Linked DNA regions of Sus scrofa: all the other regions are linked to region 1. The links are chromatin contacts, called in public Hi-C and promoter capture Hi-C maps. All regions are on one chromosome and are shown on one strand. The core of a region is the stretch at or near the end of the contact, and the rest is flanking DNA. Distances in the headings are between cores, read along the strand shown.

What was found. Promoter capture Hi-C pulls out the DNA fragments that hold promoters and counts their contacts. A called contact is a pair of places that touch in the nucleus more often than the background predicts.
Region 2: a contact with region 1 is called in a promoter capture Hi-C map of liver, with 3 times the contacts expected there. The contact joins the promoter of CYTH2 here to the promoter of NAPA in region 1. A contact is called at or near these places in 1 of 5 promoter capture datasets (liver) and 2 of 47 Hi-C or Micro-C datasets (liver and skeletal muscle).
Region 3: a Hi-C map of skeletal muscle shows a contact between it and region 1, with 4 times the contacts expected there. The contact joins the promoter of SPHK2 here to the promoter of NAPA in region 1. A contact is called at or near these places in 2 of 5 promoter capture datasets (fetal liver and liver) and 2 of 47 Hi-C or Micro-C datasets (liver and skeletal muscle).

The regions. Positions count from the first base shown.
Region 1 is chr6:53,273,884-53,276,583 of Sscrofa11.1, reverse strand. NAPA (NSF attachment protein alpha) reads left to right here and starts at 1,346. Exons shown (of 11, transcript NM_001244384.1): 1 at 1,346-1,533. The coding sequence starts at 1,436.
Region 2 is chr6:53,868,067-53,870,766 of Sscrofa11.1, reverse strand. It overlaps CYTH2 (cytohesin 2), which reads right to left and starts at 1,292. Exons shown (of 12, transcript NM_001144120.1): 1 at 1,274-1,292; 2 at 281-428; 3 at 116-182. The coding sequence starts at 1,292.
Region 3 is chr6:53,981,579-53,984,278 of Sscrofa11.1, reverse strand. It overlaps SPHK2 (sphingosine kinase 2), which reads right to left and starts at 1,368. Exons shown (of 6, transcript XM_021094684.1): 1 at 1,336-1,368; 2 at 949-1,333; 3 at 1-105. The coding sequence starts at 1,353.

The DNA of each region.
Region 1 (2,700 bases), core at 97-2,596:
CACTGCAGGTGCAGTTGCAGATCACCACAATAACACCAGTCACAGGAGTTTTTGTTTCCCTGTGCATATAAAAGTTACCTTTACACTATCCCTGAGTCTGTTAGTGTGCCATAGTATTGTGTAAAAAAAAAAAAAGTACATATCAATTAAACGTACTTATTGCTAGAGTTCCCATCGTGGCTCAGTGGTTAACGAATTCGACTAGGAATCATGAGGTTTGGGTTCGACCCCTGGCCTTGCTCAGTGGGTTAAGGATCTGGCGTTGCCATGAGCTGTGGTGTAGGTTGCAGACGTGGCTCGGATCCCGCGTTGCTGTGGCTCTGGCGTAGGCCGGTGGCTACAGCTCCGACTGGACCCCTAGCCTGGGAACTTCCATATGCCACGGGAGCGGCCCAAGAAATGGCAAGAAGACAAAAAAAAAAAAAAAAAAAAAAAAGTACTTATTGCTGTCATCTGAGCCTTTAGCCAGTCGTAGTAGTAACATCAAAGATCACTCTTCACAGGCCGCCCTAACAAATGTAGTAATGAAAACATTTAAAGTAGTTCAAGAATTATCAAACGTGACACTGAGACGTGAAATGAGCTAATGCTGTTTGGGAAGCAGCGCAGCGCAGACACTCCTGCTCAAGGCAGGGTTCCCACAACCTTCAACTCGTCCAAAACGTAGTATCTGCAAAGGGTAATTAAAGTACAAATAAAGTGAGGTATGCTTTCTTCACTGCCCTTCCCAAGCCAGTTTCAGCATAGGTCGACAGAGGGCGCAAGAACAAGAAGACCAGTTTCCTTCTCGCCACAGACGCCTTTACAAGTGAAGGACAATAGGAGATAAGGAGCGGAGGCGGGGACTAACTACTGCGCAACGGAGCTGTCAAACCCAGGCGTGGTTTGGTCGTAACTTCCCGCACGGCCCAGGAGCTGTCACGTGAGAGGCATCGGTCAGCTGACTGGGATATAAATTCCACCGGGGAAGGTACAGGCGGAGCCAGGGTCTGGTGCTCATTGGTGGAGGCGGATCCAGCCAGGTAACACCTCGAGGAGGAGCTTGCGGGGAGGAGGAAGGGTCCTTGGCGGTGAGGACTACGATTGGCTGGCGTTGAATCACATGGGCCGTCACCCCGAGCTTCCGGAAGCGAGGCGAGCGCAGTGCGCGGACTCTTGCGCATGCGTCCAAGCACCAGGTCGCCGATTGGAAACTGAGAGTCACGGGGCGGTGTAAGGCAGCTGGCGGGGGGCGGGGCCCGCGGGGCGCGCGCCGCGCTACGAGGCCGCTGGTTGGCCAGCGCGGAGCACGTGGTGCCGGGGCGCAGGAGGCGCGCGCCGGAGCGACGTCAACGCAGCCCACTAAGCTCCCCCGACCTGTGTACCGCGGCTCTGCCGCGGCTGAGTCCTCCGAGGGTTGGGGTTCGGCGGTTTGCTGAGTACCTTTGCCGCCGCCATGGACAACTCCGGGAAGGAAGCGGAAGCGATGGCGCTGCTGGCCGAGGCGGAGCGCAAAGTGAAGAACTCGCAGTCCTTTTTCTCGGGCCTCTTTGGGTAAGAACTGCGCCGGGCAGTCGGCCGGGACCTACGCTGAGAGGACGCAGGAGTCATGGGCTGAGGCGGCGGTAGAGACGAAGGGCTTGAGCCTCGAGGATGGAGGGCGTCACTGGATTACGTGACATGGTCTAAGTCAGCAGAGGGGACGAGGCTGAGGGCTAGGGGGCCCCGGGTGTGGCAGTGGCATCATGGTTTGAGGAGAGACTGAGAAGATGGCATTACCCTGGGCTGAGGACACCCAGGCCAGGGTGACACCATCTGGAGGCGGCAAGGGGACCCAGGCTGAAGACGGGCCAGAGCAGCAGCTGGGGTGAAGAAATGGTCTGAGGCCTTGCGGGGAACCTGGCCTGCGGAGATTGAGGGAGCCTGGGAGGGCAGCCAGGTCAAGCAGCTTTTTGAAGCTCTAGGAGGACTTATTTGAAGGATCTCAGACCGGCGTCTTGAGGCCTGGGACTGAGGAGCTCTCCCGCTCTAGGGCCTCACCTTTCCAAGTCCTGAGGTGGTGGATTTGTGTGAACTCAGGGTCAGGGCTTAGGTGATCCTGGGAGTGAGGAGCCCAGGTCTGAGGTGTGTGAGGTGTCTGGGCTGAGTGTGGTCCTGGTTGCCGGGAACTAGTATCAGGGGATCTGACACCCGGGTGAGATCTGGGCGGAGGCCTCCCTGGGGTGATGGAGCGAAGGCTGATGAGGCCTGAGCTGGGAGACTGGAGACCAAGTGGGCGTGGGGGGAAATCAGTGGAGCTGGCTCGGTTTAGGACTGGGGAGGATAAAAGGAAGAGATGAGAGGAGTTCCCATTGTGGCGCAGTGGAGACGAATTCGACTAGGAACCCTGAGGTTTTGGGTTCGATCCCTGGCCTTGCTCAGTGGGTTAACGATTCGGCGTTGCCGTGAACTGTGGTGTAGGTTGCAGATGCGGCACAGATCTGGCGTGTGGCTGTGACTGGCCGGCAGCTGTAGCTCCGATTAGACTCCTAAACTGGGAACCTCCTTATGCCACAGGATTAGCCCCCCCCCCAAAAAAAAAAGGGAAGAGATGAGAAAACCAGAAGGGGCTGAAGGCCTGCTGAATGGTCCTTGAGTGAGGTTTGGGCGGGCAGTGCGAGCAGGATGAGCAGCATGCCCAGGAGAGGGCTGAAGGGGGCTGGGCCACAGACCCAACACCCA
Region 2 (2,700 bases), core at 43-2,542, 590 kb before region 1:
TATCTGAATCCAGGGATCAGGCCCGAGTCTGTCCACCACCACACCTCTGCTACCTGGAGATGCCAGAATCCCTGTCTGTCTTCCTGGCTGATCCCAGCCCTGTGGTCCCAAGCACCTTTTTGGGGTCCATGTTGAACTTCTTCCTGCCCATTGCCATCTTCCGGTTCCGCTGCAAGGTCTTGCTGCAGGGGCAGAGAGTGCAGGATGGAGGGTCAATGCCTGTGCATCTCCGGCCCAAGCCAAGCCCCCTGACCCCCAGGATCCCGGCCCCAGCCCTCACCTGCCCTCATTGGCCTCCAGCCCCTCGACTTCGCTCATGGCTTCGCTGAGCTCCTCCCGCAGGCGCTGGATCTCCACCAGCAGCTCCTGCTTCCGCCGCCGGATGTTCTCCAGCTCCATCCGCTCCTCGGGAGTCAGGTCCGGGGGCTCTGGGGAAGAGGGTCGGGGGTGGGGGGGGTCAGTTCTGGGGACCCCAAACCCGGATGTCTGCCATCTGCGGGAGGACAGGGGTGGGGGTGGGGGATGGGCAGGACGTCTAGGTTCGGGGAGGATGAGGGTCCAGCCTCCTCCGTCTGCTGGAAGAAGGGGTTGGGGGCCTAGATTCCTCAATCCAGAGATGGAAGGGCTGGGAATCCAAACTCTTTAGTCCGGGGGTGGAGGAAGGGGACTGGGAGCCTCAACTCAGGTCTGCGGGGAGCAAAAAAGGGCTGGAAGCTTGAGCTACGGTCCATTACTTGACAGGGGGCTGAGGCCTTGGTTTTCTGCCTCCATTCTCGGCGAGGGAGCTGAGGGTCTGGGTGTCCGGACTCCTGGGTCCATGGAAAGTAACTATGGCAGGGGAAGCTGATGACAGCTGGCAAGAGTTAAGGAAGGGGGCGGGGCATCGGAAGCCCCCGCCCCCGCCTTAGCGGGCTCTCGGTAGGCCCCAAGATTTCTCCCCACCCCACCGCCCCCAGAAGCCCCCCTTCCCGCTCCCAGCAGGCACTGGGCTCGCCCGGCCCCTCCAGAGGGAATGGTTCCGCCCCGGGCCTCGCCTCCACCGCTCCATCCCACCCCCTCCCGCCGCCACCGGAAACAGGCTCGGCCCAAACAATGGCCTGGAACGCCCCAGTCTCCAGCCCCGCCGGAAGCGCGTCCCAGGCCCCACAAAAGCAAGGCGACGACGGGGCCGAAAGGCTCAGCAAGGCGCGCTACGGGGAGAACGTTCGCGGCGGAACCTTCGGGGCGAAACTCTCCATCCACTTGCAGCCGGCCCCGCCCCTCCCCGACTCACCGTAGACACCGTCCTCCATGGCGGCTAGGAAGGCCCGCGGGGAGTCCGGGGCGGTCCCGCCGGTCGGGCCTGGATCCGCGTTGGCCCGCGGGCTCGGGTGAGCCCGCTCAAACGCCCCGGGAGCCACCGCCGCCTCCTCAGCGCCAGTCCTCAGCGCTGAAAAGACTCTCCCTTCGTCTCCCAACCGCCCCGCCAGTAGGGACCGCCCCTCGTTTTGACACCGCCCAATCTACGGCGGGACTTCTCGCCTGCCCCGCCTCCGATATCAAAGGATCGCCCTCCACGGCCAATAGACGCACAAGGAGTAGATATAGCCGTGTCCGGCAGGAGGTAGATGGTCTGCGAGGCCAATCGGAATGCTGGCAGGGGACCGGGTCCCGCCTCCGAAACTAAAGAAAGCACTTGGCTGGCTTGCAAGCCAATGAGAAGCCTCGGAAAGGAGTTGCGTGAGAAGAGAGAGAGGAATACGCCTGCGCAAGGGCTGCGGGCATTTAGGATACCATTCAACTGAGCCCCGCCTCCACCAATACGTTGCTAGGGGGCGGTACCTTATTAGGCTTGTTGCCAGGGGGCGGGGCACAACCATTGGTTGTTTCTGTGAGTCACATCTCCTAGCAGGCATAGCTGGCTTTTGACCGCAGTGGTTGCCATGCAACCGAGAGCGGCTTTGGCTCACCTTTCTTTGGGCCTCCTTCCTCTGGGCACTGGCCCCTCCGATCTCTTACCCCTTCCCATGGCCTCCCCATCAACCTCAGCCTCTTCATAGTCAAAGAGTGGTGAAACAAAAGACATTCTTTCTTCCAAATGCTAGCTTTTTGGTCCCTGTCTTGGAGAATGGGACAATAGGAGAAGGCCAGATACAGTGAAAACGTAGGCTCTGCCTTCCCAGAGCCGGCTGCCTCTCAATTTCCTCCCTCTCTCCCCCGAATTCCTCCCCTTATTTTACCACCCTACACCACCCCCGCCCCAGGACAACTCCCCTTTCCTCGGCATCCTCCCACCTTTCATTCCTCCCCCTTACTGTCCTCTCCAACCCGGCTCAGCTCACTTTCCCCTCCTCTCAAAGTCTTGTTCTTCTTAAACTCCTCCCTCCTCTCCGAGCCCTGCATCTGAGGACATTTCCCCTCCCCCACCTCTCATTCCCTTTCCTTGCAGGCAAAACGGGTGCAGGGACCTGGTTCAGATGGAGAAACTGGGCAAAAACCGCCTCTTCCCTCGCTCCCCAGGCCCTGTCATGGACAGATCCCTAATTGGGTCTGAGGTGCTGTCTGGGCCTGGTCCTCATTCAACGTCCCTGAACCAGGCAGGTGGGGACAGATTCCCAGCCAGGACCTGGTTAAGCTGACAGATTAGACACGGACCTTCCTAATCCCCTCAATGACCTTTATGAGTGGCTCAAGCCTGCCCTCCCCAGCGAGTGGAAACCC
Region 3 (2,700 bases), core at 119-2,618, 710 kb before region 1:
GCAGCACGTGGTTCTTACACCACTGCCAGGCCAGGCCCCGCCCCCCAAAGGGATTGACCAGTAGGAGCAATCGGGGCGGCCGAGGCAGAAGGTCAGGGGTGATGTCTGCAGAGAGAAGAAAAGGGGTCTAAGGGGTCAGGGACCCAGGCACCCCACCCCGGCAACAGTAACTGTGAACAGCCCCCAGGAGAACTGGGGGAGGGCTGGCATCAGAACCTGCTGGGAGTTAGAGGATTTCTTCTCTCTGGCTTACCTGCTTAGGCCCAGGTATGCAGCCCTGCCCCTTCTCCCAGGTGCTAAGACAAAGGCAGCGCTTGGGTGCCTAATCCCACTGCGCTTTGGATGCACGTTTGGGAGGAGGCAGGAGAGCTGAGGTTTCCACTTTCCTCACCGCCAAACACCTGGGAACCCAGGATCAGGTTCCTCTGCTGTGTGAGGCTCACTCCCTGTCACCAGCTCTTAGGCCCCCAGGCAGCTGGGACCAAGGAAGGCCCACCAGGTGGGGACCCTCAAACCTTTACCTTGTTCCAACTGAGTACCTGACTGGGGGTCCCTGTGTCTCTGATCCCCTACAGATGGATCAGATGCCATCTCTGGGCTCCTGAGATTCCCCAGGGGACCTCAGTGCCTGTCACTGGGTGGTGACCAAGCATGTCTCAGTTGGCTATTCTCACCAGCCCAGGAGCCTCTGACTCATCGTGGTCTGGACCCATGGCAGGGAGCAGGGCACAGAGACAGAAGGCGCAGCAGACAGGAACCCTTTTTCTCTGCCTGTGATTCTGTTCCTTCTGTTCCATCCCTGTCTGTGTGTCGCTCTTGAAATACGAACCCAGAGAGAGACATCACACAGCCAGACACATGGAAAAGTAGAGACAGAGATGCCCACAGAGGGAGATCTGCAGAGACACTAAGGTGGCCTTAGGACAGTAAGGCTGCTCAGTGCCTCACCCCCGTCCCCAGGCAGCGGCAGCCCGCGGAGCAGACACGTGAGGGCAGTGGCCCAGCGCTGGGCCTCAGCACGGTTCTCCTCATAGGTGGCTGCCTCGTCGGCTCGGAAGGTACGTGCAGCTCTGCGCCGGCCCCCGCGCCGGCCCCTCGGGTAGGTATAGATGCAGAAGTAGGCTGCCGAGTCTGAGGGGCTCCGGCTCCGCAGGGTGCAGCAGCCTGAGACCTCGGCCAGCAGGACCAGGCCACCCCGTGGCCGGGCTTCAGGCTTCGGGCGCAGCCGCTGGATGTGCAGGGCTTGTGGTGTGAGAGTGAGGGCAAAGCGTGGGCCTCGGGCTGGGTAGGAACCAAACTCGCCATGCAGGAGTGGGGTGCTGGCGGTCAGGGCAGTGGCGGTGGGGGGGCCATGGCCTTAGCTCTGTCCAGGGTGCTCCTAGGCCTGTGGCCCCAGCTCCAGGTCAGCTCCTGGTCTGGCCTCTGTGGGGAGGAAGGCGAGCAGGAGTCAGAGTCCAGGACCCTCACGGTGGGCAGAGGGAAGCAGGGGCAGGGCCTGTGAGCAGGAGATAGAGGGGTGCTCACAGGCAAGATGGGCGCACCAGAGACAGACCGGCCTGGGCAAGTGTGGGAAGACGCCAAGGCTGCGGGGCAGAGGTCAGCTGGAGGAGAAGGCCAGCACCCTGGAGGGCCCACACTCAGCCATGCAAACTTTCATTCATTTATTCCCCACCAACTATTCAGTACCTCTATTTATCAGTCATGGTGCCAGGCCCAGCAAAGACAGCAGGGAATAAAACAGACAAAACCCCCTGCTTTCGTGGGGTTTATATTCTAATCCAAAGACAGACAAACAAGATAAGAAAATACCTATCATGCTGGATGATGCTAATGGCTTCGGGGAAAAATAATGCAGAGGAGATCAGGAAGGTGGATAGATACAAACAGACGTGTAATGACAGAAAAACACCACACATACACACACACAGTCAACTCCAGATGGAGAAAAGTAACAAGAGACACTCAGACACATGAAGGTCTGAGAGCCAGAAAAACACTGAGAGGAGACAAACAGCTTCAGTGAGACAAAAAACCTAGTCTGATGAGAGTTACTTGGGGAGCAGAGTATGAGTTTAGGGGCCCCAGGAGGCACTCTGAGGGTCAGAGAGACAACAGAGGTAGAGAAAGAGCAGACAGGAGAGGCAGGAGGTAGGGGATGCGGTCGCTGGAGAGACTAAGAAAGGGGTATGACACAGAGGGACTAAGGGGTCAGAGGGAGGGGAGCCACATGCAAGCACCTGCAAGGAACAAGGGCCAAGAGCTGGACCCCAAGCACTGACCTGGGTGTCTAGCCGCCTGCTCTCCAGGGAGAGACTGGGAGCTGGCCCCGAGGTCCCCTCCCCCTGCCCTCTGCCCAGTTTCTGCCTTCTCCTTCCTGCTCACCTTTGTTCCTCACTGCTCCACCCGCCTGTCTCCTATCAGTCCTGCCCCTCAGCTCCCCAGGCTCTGAACTGCCCCAGACACACCCCCATCTGTGGACTCACTCAGGAGTCATCTCTGCCCCCTGCCCTGAGCAGCTCCTCGGGCCCCTTTAAACTTGCGCTGACCTCCGCCCCTTAGGCACAGAGCCCCTAATCTCCCCCAGTCCTGGGCCTGAGTCTCTGTCCCTAGGTCCTCAGATCTCTGGACCAGTCTCCATCCTCTCCAGCCTCTAGATCTCTCAGACCAGGGCCTGGGTCTCCATCCAGAGGTCTCAGAGGT